Regions from separate parts of the Sus scrofa genome. Here region 1 is linked to region 2. The links are chromatin contacts, called in public HiChIP or PLAC-seq maps. All regions are on one chromosome and are shown on one strand. The core of a region is the stretch at or near the end of the contact, and the rest is flanking DNA. Distances in the headings are between cores, read along the strand shown. Region 1 overlaps STAG1 (cohesin subunit SA-1). Region 2 overlaps STAG1 (cohesin subunit SA-1).

Region 1 (6,413 bases), core at 356-2,855, 99 kb after region 2:
CCTGCCCTTGCTCAATGGGTTAACGATCTGGCGTTGCCGTGAGCTGTGGTGTAGGTTGCAGACGCGGCTGGGATCCCATGTTGCTGTGGCTCTGGCGTAGGCTGGTGGCTACAGCTCCGATTCAACCCCTAGCCTGGGAACCTCCATATGCCGTGGGATCGGCCCAAGAAATAGCAACAATAATAACAACAACAAGACAAAAAGACAAAAAAAAAAAAAAAAAAAAATCATTTCCAGGTAAAGGATATACCTAAATGAGAAAAGTAAATACAGCTTCTAGATGACACAGAAGAATAACCACATAACCTCCAAGTAAGGAAAGATTTTTTTAAACATGGCACAAAAAGCACTAAGGATAAAGGAAAAGACTGATGAACGTGACTATGTAAGAAATTTTCTGCACCAAAAGATACCATTTTAAAAAGCAACATAGGCAACTACAGAATGAAAGGTATTAGTGATCTAGGGAGTTCCCTGGTGCTCTAGTGCTTAGAATTCAATGCTTTCACTGCTGTGGCCTGGGTTGAATCCCTAAACTGAGAACTGAGATCTCACATCAAGTCATTGCATGCCACAGCCAAAAAAAAAAAGGATACTAGTGATCTATTTAAACTGACAAAGGGACTCAATATTCAGAATATATAAAGAACCTCTATGAATCAAAACAGAGACAATCCAATAGAAAAATGGGCAAGTGACAAGAACAATCACTTCACAAAACGAATTATCAAAATGGCCAAAACTGAGGTGCTTAACACTATTAGTATCCAATGAAAATACAAATTAAAACCTTCAAAAATGGCTAAAACTTTACAAGACTGGCACTAAGTGCTGAAGAGAATATGACAGAAAGGGAATTCTTATATACTGCTGGCAGAAGCAAAATATAATAAAACCACTTTGGAAAACAACTTGGCATTTTCTGATGACATACATTAGGACCAAGAGATTCCACTCAATAATATAGATCCAACAGAAAAGGCAACACATAGGCATTAAAAATATATAGTGTTCTCAGAAGCCTTATTCATAATGGCCCCAAACTGAAAATAATCTAATGTATATCAACAGTAGAATGGATAAATTGGGCATAATAAAAAATTGAATACTTAATAAAAATGAACTATAGGTGCACAGTTTTCACTATTTATGAAACTAGATGAATTTCACAAATGTACCACTGAATGAAAGAAGACACAAAAAATAGGGTGTGATTCTGTCCATGTGAAACTGTAAAAGAGACGAAGCAAAGCTACAGCATTTAGGAATAAAGATTTAGGAAGTAGAAATATTTTTATTTTTTTAAGACTCACACCTGTAGCACATGCAAGTTCCCAGGATAAGGGCTGAATTGGAGCTGCAATTGCCAGCCTACACCACAGCCACAGCAATGCCAACTTCTTAACCCACCAAGCAAGGCAAGGGATCAAACCTGAGTTCTCATGGATATTAGTTGCGTTCGTTACCACTGAACCACAATGGGAACACCTAGAAATATTTTTTAAAACAAGAAAAGGATATCCATGAAAAGCAGGATAATGGTTCGTTTAGCATAAAGGCTGTAATGCAAACAGGCAGGCAGTAGAGGAACTTCTCCAGTGTTGACAATGTCCTGGTTCTTGACCAAATTAGTTTCACAATCTTTACTTTGTAATAACTATTTAAACAGTACATTTATGTTTCATGTATTTTATGTCACAATTGAAAGGTCTTTTCAAAAGGCAAATAAACAGGAAAAATCTGCTAGACATCTTTCAATTACTGTAGTAAAATAAGATACATATATAAATTGATGTGAATCACTTCTAATAGCTCACGTCACTTAGATAAAGAAGTCACTATCGACCAGGTCACAAATAGTTTCTGCTCTGGTCTTCCCCTTGCTTAGTATGAACACCTACCTGCACCTTCCTTAGTTCAATCTTTCTCAATCAGCTTATTTTATCTTGGAACAAGATAAAACTCTTAGGATTAAATCTTCCAAATCTGAGTTTTCCAGTGAGTGATACACAATCACTGGTGGCTAAGGAATAGTTCCAGGTGCAACACTAATCAAAAGTTTTTAATCTAATAGTTGTTTATTGATTTTATGTTACTTTCTATATATAGCAAATGACATTACTTTCACTCAATTCTGATGTTTTAGTTTCCTTTCAAAATGAACTCAAGGGGGAAAAGACAATTTAAGAAAATACTGAACAAATAGTAAAGGTGGTAAATATATATGGCAAAATTGTTGACATCTGAATCTTAATAACAAGTTCTGTGACCACGTGCTTCTTGGGATGCTTAGTTACAAACCCAATTTAGCCATGCAGATATAACAAAGAATAATTCATGTTCCACTTTTCTGTAAAGCCTAAATAAATTACTGACCAAACCCACAAACATGGCTATGTAACAACAACGTTCAAACTGGCCAAAGTAGCTTTTAACATTAAATGCTTAAGACAAAAAGAGCAAAACCGACTGTGTTTTCTCTCCCTAGCATACAACTTTTGATAGTAGAAAGAAGTATAAACTTTCAAATTATTGCTTTCCTGGGATCAAATTCTGATACTAACTGGCTGTAATACTTTCTGCAAATTACTACACTTTTGCAAGCCTTAGCTTCCTCATTTATAAAGTGAGGATAATATATATATCTTCCGCATAACACTTCACATTTCTGAGCCTTCCTTTGGAATGAAGATAATAATACATAAACCCTTCCAGCACTGTCATAAGCATTAAGCAGGTATTTATGTAAATGAATTATCACAATGAATTGTATATGATAGGATCTTAATAAATTGTTGCCCTCTGTTTTTCACTTCTTGTTGCTCTTCTTTGTAAATGCATGGAGCCCACAGTATTGGTAACCCACCCCTAACACCCATACCCCCAAAAAATCCACAGGCACTTACCAAATCTTTTCATTTTATCACTTAGACAATCATAAATAGATACTATAATATCTCCAACTTAGATGTGGACTATGGCTCAATAAAGCAGAGTGGGGAAAAAAAAAAGGGGGAGTTCCCGTCATGGCTCAGTGGTTAAAACTGCTGGTGGGAATGTAAACTGGTATAGCCACTATGGAGAACAGTTTGGAGATACCTTAGAAATCTATACATAGAACTTCCATATGACCCTGCAATCCCACTCTTGGGCATATATCCGGACAAAGCTCTACTTAAAAGAGACACATGCACCCGCATGTTCATTGCAGCACTACTCACAATAGCCAGGACATGGAAACAATCCAAATGTCCATCGACAGATGATTGGATTCGGAAGATGTGGTATATATACACAATGGAATACTACTCAGCCATAAAAAAGGATGACATCATGCCATTTGCAGCAACATGGATGGAGCTAGAGAATCTCATCCTGAGTGAAATGAGCCAGAAAGACAAAGACAAATACCATATGATATCCCTTATAACTGGAATCTAATATCCAGCACAAATGAACATCTCCTCAGAAGAGAAAATCATGGACTTGGAGAAGAGACTTGTGGTTGCCTGATGGGAGGGGGAGGGAGTGGGAGGGATGGGAGCTTGGGCTTATCAGACACAACCTAGAATAGATTTACAAGGAGATCCCGCTGAATAGCATTGAGAACTATGTCTAGATACTCATGTTGCAACAGAAGAAATGGTGGGGGAAAAACTGTAATTGTAATGTATACATGTAAGGATAACCTGACCCCCTTGCTGTACAGTGGGAAAATAAAATAAAAAAAAAAAAAAGAAATCTGCCTAGGAAGCATGAGGTATGAGGTTACAGGTTCGATCCCTTGCCTCACTCAGCGGGTTAAGGATCCAGCATTGCCGTGAGCTGTGTTGTTGGTTGCAAACTCGGCTCGGATCTAGTTTGCTGGGGCTCTGGTATAGGTCGGTGGCTACAGCTCCCACTAGACCCCGAGCCTGGGAACCTCCATAGGCCGCGGGTTTGGCCTTAGAGAAAGGCAGGAAAAAAAAAAAAAGGCAGAGTGGCTTATATAAATAGATCAGTAGTGGATCTAAAATTAAAGCCCACATTTATCATAAAGTTACCATTGATTTTGATGTTACAGGCATTTAATACTAATAAAAAATAAATTCTATGTACCAGGAAAAGAAACACTGTAGTGTTTTTAGAAAAGACAAAAACCTGACCACTGATCTGCCAGTATCCAGTGGATCCATAATCCTAATCAACAAATCACGTTACAGAAAGTAAAATTTAGGAATTCAATTTTGAATGTAAATGACAAAAACAATTTCCAAAGCAGGAATAAAGTGAAGTCCAATGAGAAGTGGCAAATTCCTTCTAACCTCATCCTATGTTCTGAAGAATTATTCTCACATAAATGGACCAAATAAAAACATAACCCCAGCCTCTACGCCCTCAAAACTTTGTTACGATTTTTTTCTAGGGGGAGGAGAGGAAGATATAAGGCTGAAAAATCCCTAAAAGAGGAGACATTTCTTTAAAACACACACACACACACACACACACACACACACACACACTAATGTATTTATATAAAAGCACTCCAATTCCTGAGGTTGGCAATCTATTTTTAAGTATTTCCATTTTTAACTGTAGACATATTTAAATTTTTCTTTCTGTATCTCACTCTTCAAAAGCAGTAAATTCTTAGTAAAGAATTAGTACTAATGTCTTCAGGTATGATAATGGATTTATCTTTAAGATGCTTTGGTTTGCTTCAAAATAATATGGGGGAGGAGTTTCTGCAGTGCCTCTGCAGTGCTGGGATGTAGGTTGGATCCCCAGCCTGGCATGGGGGTCCAGCGTTGCTGCAGATGCAGTGTAGGGCACACAACTGTGGCTTGGATCTTATCCCTGGCCCAGGAAATCCATATGCCATGGGGTGACCACACACACACAATAGTAATAACAGTAACAATAGTAATAATAATGAGGAGGGGGTATGGATATAGGTATAGATGAAACAAGACAGGACACAATAACAATTTTGAAGCTGGTGGTGAGTACATGAGGATTCACTAAACCATTCTGTCTTCATCTTTATGTTTTAGGTTTTTTCATAATTAGAAGTTATTTTCAATAAATTAATAAATTTCAACCACAGTTCTATAGAATGCTTTGCCTTGCTGTATTGAAATTTTTCAATTAAGTACATTCGTCTAGTAGAAATCTGGGGTTTTTAACATTTGGCATTGTTTTTGCATTTAATATAAGTGGAATTTTAATATCTTTTTCTAACTGAAATAATAAAATCTTATGATGCTGTGATTCTTGTTTGCTGATAGCAACTAGTTTGTGCAATATTAAAATCTAATCAAAAAGACATCCCAGTCAGAAACCCTCATATACTGATAAACCATTCTGGGAAAGAGTTTGGCAATATCTTAAAATATTAAAAACAAGGGAGTTCCTGTCATGGTTCAGCAGTAACGAAAACGACTGGCATCCATGAGGACATGGGTTTGATCCTTGGCCTTGCTCAATGGGTTATGGAGCTGTCATTGCTGTTAGCTGTAGTGTAGGTCGCAAATGCAGCTCGGAACCTGTGTTGCTGTGGGCTGTGGCGTAGGCTAGTAGCTGCAGCTTCCATTTTACCCCTAGCCTGGGAACTTCCTATGTCGTGGGTGTGGCCCAAAAAGGCAAAAAGAAAAAAAAAAAAATCAAACACAAATTTACTGTATGACCCAGTCACTCTACTCCTAGGCATCAATGGAAGAGAAATGAAACTATGTCTACATCAAGATGTATACAGGAATTTCACAGCAGAATTGTTTACAACAGCCAACAAGTGGAAACAACCAAAATGTTCATCAATTGGTGGATGGATAAACAAAATGGAATACTCTTTAGCCATGAAAAGGCAAGTACTGAAATATGCTATAATATGGATCATTCTTTAAAAATACTTAAATGAAAGAAGCCAAACATTAAAGACCACATATTTTATTATTCCATTCTTATAAATTATTCAAAAAGATCAAATTTACCGATACAGAAAATAGATTAGTAGTAGCCTAGGGAAATGGGAAGTGAATGTAAATGGCCATGGAGTTTCTTTTTTGGGGTAACAGAAATACTCTAAAATTAGACTGTGGTGATGGCTGCACAGCTTTGAAAATTAACAACAACAAAAAAGTCACTGAATTACATACGCTTTTTTTTTTTTTTTTTTTTTTGTCCTTTTGCCTTTTCTAGGGCCGGTTCCTGTGGCATACGGAGCTTCCCAGGCTAGGGGTCTAATCAGAGCTGTAGCCACCAGCCTACGCCAGAGCCACAGCAACACGGGATCCAAGCCACGTCTGCAACCTACACCACAGCTCACAGCAACACCGGATCCTTAACCCACTGAGCAAGGCCAGGGATCGAACCCACAACCTCATGGTTCCTAGTCAGATTCGTTAACCACTGTGCCACGACAGAAGCTCCTGAAT
Region 2 (6,617 bases), core at 2,148-4,647:
AATCTCAGGAAAAAGAAGCCCTGGCATGGGAGTGAGGAAGTTAGTGTGATACAGCACAGAGGTCTACAAACTTTTTCTAAGTAACTAAACAAAATACTTATGCTCTACAGGCAATTCAATATCACAACCTGTAGCACAAAAGCAGTCATAAAAAATATGCAAAGGAGTTAGTGTGACTCTGTTTCAATAACATAATTTTATATATAAAAAGTCCACATGCTGGAGTTCCCGTCGTGGCGCAGTGGTTAACGAATCCGACTAGGAACCATGAGGTTGCGGGTTCGGTCCCTGCCCTTGCTCAGTGGGTTAATGATCCAGCGTTGCCGTGAGCTATGGTATAGGTTGCAGACATGGCTCAGATCCCGCGTTGCTGTGGCTGTGGCGTAGGCCGGCAGCTACAGCTCCAATTCGACCCCTAGCTGGGAACCTCCATATGCCGCGGGAGCAGCTCAAAAAATAGCAAAAAAAAAAGACAAAAAAAAAAAAAAAAGTCCACATGCTGGATTTGGCCTGTGGTCATAATTTACTGACTCCTAACATGGTTTTTTGTTCAGTAACACAGAACACAGTGACATTACAATATGGCAAGAGCCACAGATGAATATGGCAACTACACCTCCTAAGAGTTCTTTTATTTCAAACATATTGCTCAACTATCAGATAACATATTTGATGTGTCTCATTAATGAGAGCATTTCGATATAGAAAAAGTGTTACATGCATTAAAAAAAAAAGAAAGCTATAATACTTACTGTAACACTGGTAACTCTGAAGTAATCATTGCTGTAAAGATCTTTCCACAATGGAGCAAAAGAATCAAGTGCTGTGCAACTCAATTTAAAACAACCTCAAAGGCAATCCTGTGAATTAAAAAAAAAAAAGAAAGAAAATTATTTTCCAGTTTTACTGAGGTATAACTGACAAATAAAATTGTAAGATATTTATAGCAGGATTTGCTATATGGATACATTGTGAAGGGCTTTCTCCCACTGAGTTAACTAACACATCCATCATCTCACATTTTACTTTTTTTGGTTCTGAACATTTAAGTTCTACCCTCTTACAAATGTCAATTATACAAAACAGTGTTATCAACTATAATCACCATATTATACTTTAGATCCTCAGACCATATTCATTTATAACAAAATCTGTACTCTTTCACCAACCCCTCCCTATTCCCCCTACCACATGACCTCTGGTGACCACACTTTTGCATTCTTTTCTATGAATTCCTTCCCCTTTTTTAAGATTCCACATATAAGTGATTCCATATAATCTTTATCTTTCTCTGTCTAGCTTATTTCACTTAGTATAATGCCCTCCAAGTTAATCTATGTTGTCAAACGATATTTCCCTTTTTTTAAAGACTAATACTCCACTGTACACACACACACACACACACACACACACACACACACACACGCATACACACCCAAGTTCTCTTTATTCATATGTCCAAGAACCCTAAAGTTGTTTCCACCCCTTAGTTATGGTGAACAATGCTGCTATGAGCACAGGAGTACATCTATCTCTTTGGGAAATTGATTTCATTTCTTTTGGATTTATACCCAGAAGTGGGATTGCTGTATAATAAGGCAGTTTTATTTTTAATTCTTTGAGGAATCTCCATTCTCTTTTCCAGAGGCTGTAACACTTTGCATTTGCAGTAACAGTAAATAAGGGTTCCATCTTCCTCATATTCTCAACCAGAATATATATTTTGTATTTTTGATAAGACATCCTAACACAGGTGTGAAATGATATCTCATTATGGCTCTGATTTTCATTTCCCTAATGATTAGTGATACTGAGTACTTTTGCATGTAGTTTTTGGTCATTTGCACACCTTCTTTAGGAAAATGTCCATTTAGGTCATTTTATTTTTAATGGCCACACCCACAATATATGGAAGTTCCAGGCCAGGGACTGAATCTGAGCTGTAGCTGTGACCTATGCCACAGTTGTGACAATGTCAAATGCTTTAACCTACTGCACCAGGCAGGGGAGCAAACCCATACCTCTGCAGTGACCTGAGCCACTGCAGTCAGATTCTTAACTGTGCCACAGCAGAAACTCCCCATTTAGGTCTTTGAAAAAGAAAATTATTTTAAAATAAAATGAATATGCCAGAATAGATAGACTACAATCAACCAGTACTACCAGCAATCACATTCCTTGGTATTTACTCAAATTAACTGAAAATTTACATCTATACAAAAGCCTCCACAAAGATGTTTATAGCAGCATTATTCAAAATTGCTAAAACAGAAAACTTTAGAAGGTGAATGGATAAATAAACTGTGGTACATGCAGATAATGCAACATTATTTAACACTAAAATGAGATGAGCTACCAAGTCAGGAAAAGACATGAAGGAAACTCAAATGAATATTATTAAGTCAAAGAAGCTACATACAATATAATTTGAATTATATGGCATTCTGGGAAAGGCAAAACTATAGAGACAGTGAAAATATCAGTGACTGTCAGAAGTTATCAGGTAGGAGAGATGAACAGTGGGAAGAAAGATTTTGGTGGCAGTGAAACTATTTTGTATGATACTACCATGATAGGTACATCTAACCTACAGAATATATAACACAAAGAGTGAACCCTAATATAAACTACAGACACTGAGTAATAATGACATGTGCAAGGCAGGTTTACTGACTGTAACAGATATACCATCCTGATGTGGGATATTAATAGAGGGAGAGGCTGTATGTATATGGGAACATGGATTATAGGAGGAATCTTTCTACCTTTTGTTCAATTCTGCTGTGAATCTAAAACTTCCCTTAAAAAATAAGTTTATTAAAGAAAAAAAGAATACCAGAGGAAGTGAGACAAAAGAGAGCATCCAAGATAGGCCATGATACAGTATCAAAAAGGAAAGATAGAGGAAAAATAAAAATTTGAAGAGTTCCCACTGTGGCACAATGGAATAGGTGGAGTTTTTTGGCAGCGCTGGGACATAGGTTTGATCTCCAACCTGGCACAGTGGGTTAAGGATCTGGCAGTGCCGTAGCTGCGGCTTAAGTCACAACTGTGGCTCAGATCTGATCCCTGGACCAGGAACTCCACATGCAGTGAAGAGGCCCCCCCCCCCAAAAAAAAAAAAAATATATATATATATATATATATATATGAAATAGGAAAAAAATCTTGAGAAATAACAAAGAACTTTGTAAAAATAATTTAAGACATTAAAACAGATGAAAGATCAGAGAATTCTTAAGAAGAATATTCTAAAATATAAATATTGCTTAAAAACTAAGAAAATTCAAAAGGAAGTTGGAGTTCCCATCGTGGCTCAGTGGTTAACGAATCTGACTAGGAACCATGAGGTTGCGGATTCAACCCTGGCCTTGCTCAGTGGGTTAAGGATTTGGTGTTGCGATGAGCTGTGGTGTAGGTTGCAGACGCAGCTCAGATGCCGTGTTGCTGTGGCTCTAGCATAGGCTGGCAGGTACAGCTCCGATTAGACTCCTAGCCTGGGAACCTCCATATGCCACGGGAGCAGCCCAAGAAATGGAAAAAAGACACACACACACACACACACACACACACACACACCAAAAAGAAAAGGAAGCTAAAGGAACATAATTCCTCACAAAAAGAAAAATGAACATAAAATTATATCAAACTTTTTGGTAGAAACTACCTAAGGTGAAAGACAATGGAATAATGGAAAAGAAAAAACCATGAACCCTGAATTACTACTCTTTCAAAATGAAAGAAAGGAAAAATGGAGGAGTAGAAAACTCCAATTATTAGGCCATCCAGTGAAGCAACCCATAGCCTGGCAAAAAATGACAAAAATAGAACTTCCTGCTGTGGCGCAGCAGATTAAGTATCCGGCATTGCCACAACTGTAGTGGAGGTCACAGCTGCAGCTCAGATTCAACCCCTGGCCTGGAAACTTCCATATGTCTCAGGTACAATAAAAAAAAAAAAAAAAAAAAAAAAGACAAAAATCATCATTTGTGGACATCCAAAATCAAATAAAAACTTATGACAAAAAGAGTGTCTACCAGAGAGTCTACTATAGCTGATAAGAAAGCATTGCAGCATTTTTGTTCACCTGTATACCATCTCCCCTCCCCCAGCTCAATGTCGCCCACAAAAGGCAGCAAACCAAGTTACTGGTGGAGCTTCCTGGTGCCAAAGAGAACACCATGGACCTGTTCTCAAAAACTGTGGCTGAGTATTTTGAAGGGTTTTTCTTTTTTGGAAAGAGTGTTATCTTTCAATAGTATTTAAAGATACAACACAAGTAGCTGCCTGGGGCAAGAGATGATGGATGGCAAAACATTAAACAGTTTCAAAATAAAAAGACTGAAGAGTAAGATATTTGGAGGAATAAGGGTTTTAAAGAGCTATCACATACACCAGGAAATGTAGAGTGCTACATGAATGCTCAGGTTGGACGAATTCTTAAGACAAGACCTTAGAAGAGCACAGGCTTACAACTCTAGCTGATCTTTGTTCTCTGCAAGTACAACGTGAATACTGAGAGCTGTAGACAGGCTAATCCCTGAAGAAGTACTTTGGCTAACAGACTATCTGCAAACATCAAGAGATTACCTTTTTTCTTTCAACTCCCCTTGGATAAGGAACTCTGAAATGACTGCTAAACACCAAGACAACAAAATTTCAGTAACCACACATGACAAAGAATACAGTCCTTGCAAAGAGTTTAGAAATGTAAATAAAGAATGACTGTGGCCCTTAAGAAGACGACAGTAAACCATGTGAAGGAGAATCAAGTGTACAGAGTTCAACATTATAATATTCAAAATGTCCAGTTTTTAACAACAACAACAACAAAAGTCAAAAGGCATACAAAGAAACATTAAAGTATGGCCCATTAACAGGGGGAAAAAAAAAGAATTTGACAGAAACCATCTCCAGTTAAGCTTAGTTATTGAAGTGAGACTTCCAGAGAACACAGACTTCCAGAAGTAGATGAAGAGAAAGGGGTAGAAAGAATATATAGACAAAAAGTCAAAAAAAAAAAAAAAAAACCCTCCCAATTTTAAATCAAATATGGAAATCTACACAATCAAGAAGTTGGAAAAACTCAAAAGAGACACACCCACAGATATAAAGAACAAATTACTGGTTGGAGGGTTGAGGAGATATAGCGGTGGGAGAGTAGGAAGTACAAACTGCTGGATATAAGATGGGCTCAAGGATGTATTGTACAACATAGGGTATATAGCTAACATTTTGTAGTAACTGTAAATGGAAAATAATCTTTAAAAGATAAAAAAAATTTTTTAAAGAGTTTCACAGATACAAATTATAGCTAACGCTTAAACAAAGCCAGGGTTGGGGCGTTGACCCCATGTAGTTCGAAATCTGCATATAAATTCATACTTGGCCCTCCATATCCACACTTCTGAACCAGTGGATTCAACTAACCACAGACTATGTAACATTTTAGGTTGTGTTTTGTTTTGTTTTTGTCTTTTTTAGGGCCACACCTGCAGCACATGGACGTTCACAGGCCAGGGGTCAAATCAGAGCTGTATCCACCAGTCTGTGCCACAGCTACAGCAACATGGGATCTGAGCCGCATCTGTGATCTATATCACAGCTCATGGCAACGCCAGATCCTTTAACCCACTGAGCTAGGCTAGGGATCGAACCTGTATCCCCAGCAATACGAATCAGGTTCATTACCACTGAGCCATGAAAGGAACTCCTATTTTAGTATTTATTTAAAAAAAAACCTGTATAAGACTTGATAGGTACAATTCAAACTTGTGTAATTCAAAGGCCAACTGTATAGTCAAACTGTAAAAGCCAAAGACATTGAGAGAATCTTTAAAGAAGCACAAAAACAAACAAAAACACCTTGTCATATACAAGTAATCCACAGAATTCACAGTAAGACTATTAGTCAATTTCTCATTAAATGTCATGGAAGACAGAAGGCAGTAATATGACATATCTAAAATGCTGAAAGAAAACTGTCAAATAAGAATTCCACACTCAGCAAAATATCACTCAAAAATGGCAGAGAAATCAAGATATTCCTAAAAAAACAAAAACTGAAGAAGTTTGTTGCTAGACCTGACCTACCCTAAAGAAATATTACAGGGAATCCTTCATGCAGAAAAGAAACAACAAACAAGTCGAAGTCATAGGAAAAAAGGTGATCACTGGAAAAATTAGCTACATAGATAAATACTTTTTTTTTTACTTTTTGGTTTATTTTATTTTTTCTGTTATATATATTTTTTGATTTATTTTTTATTGTTATTTCCCCCAACACACTTTTTTTCCCCCACTGTACAGCATGGGAACTTACACATATATGTATACATGAATTTTTTTCTCCCATTGGTTTATAATTCCTATGTTTGTTTCCAACATGATTTAAAATAAAAATACATAAAATAGTTGTATACCTGTATTAATGAATGCACAAAATCTAAAGATATAACTTACTTTTTACTGAAACAGAGTTGGTTGTCGATATTGTGTTTATTTCAGGAGTACAGCAAAGTGATTCAGTTATGTAATTTTTTTCAGATTATTTTCCATTATAGGTTATTATATGACATTGAATATAATTCCCTGTGCTATATATAGTAAATCCCTGT

The links. HiChIP or PLAC-seq counts read pairs in DNA pulled down with a chosen protein or histone mark.
Region 1: a contact with region 2 is called in an H3K27ac HiChIP or PLAC-seq map of alveolar macrophages. The contact joins two enhancer-like sites. A contact is called at or near these places in 5 of 47 Hi-C or Micro-C datasets (embryonic fibroblasts, epiblast stem cells, fibroblasts and 2 more) and 1 of 2 datasets of contacts at active chromatin or transcription factors (alveolar macrophages).

Annotation. Positions count from the first base shown.
Region 1 is chr13:77,721,611-77,728,023 of Sscrofa11.1, forward strand. The region is part of intron 5 of STAG1 (cohesin subunit SA-1); the gene reads right to left. Among named protein-coding and RNA genes, the nearest start is that of SLC35G2, 100 kb to the right of the region's middle. Within about 2 kb of position 1,606, at least 3 of the 83 cell types and tissues checked have an H3K27ac peak or open chromatin away from gene starts, as enhancers often do. A contact at or near this core is called in alveolar macrophages, where this site is marked.
Region 2 is chr13:77,620,359-77,626,975 of Sscrofa11.1, forward strand. It overlaps STAG1 (cohesin subunit SA-1), which reads right to left. Exons shown (of 38, transcript XM_021071121.1): 6 at 753-860. The coding sequence starts at 781. Among named protein-coding and RNA genes, the nearest start is that of SLC35G2, 200 kb to the right of the region's middle. Within about 2 kb of position 3,398, at least 1 of the 83 cell types and tissues checked has an H3K27ac peak or open chromatin away from gene starts, as enhancers often do. A contact at or near this core is called in alveolar macrophages, where this site is marked.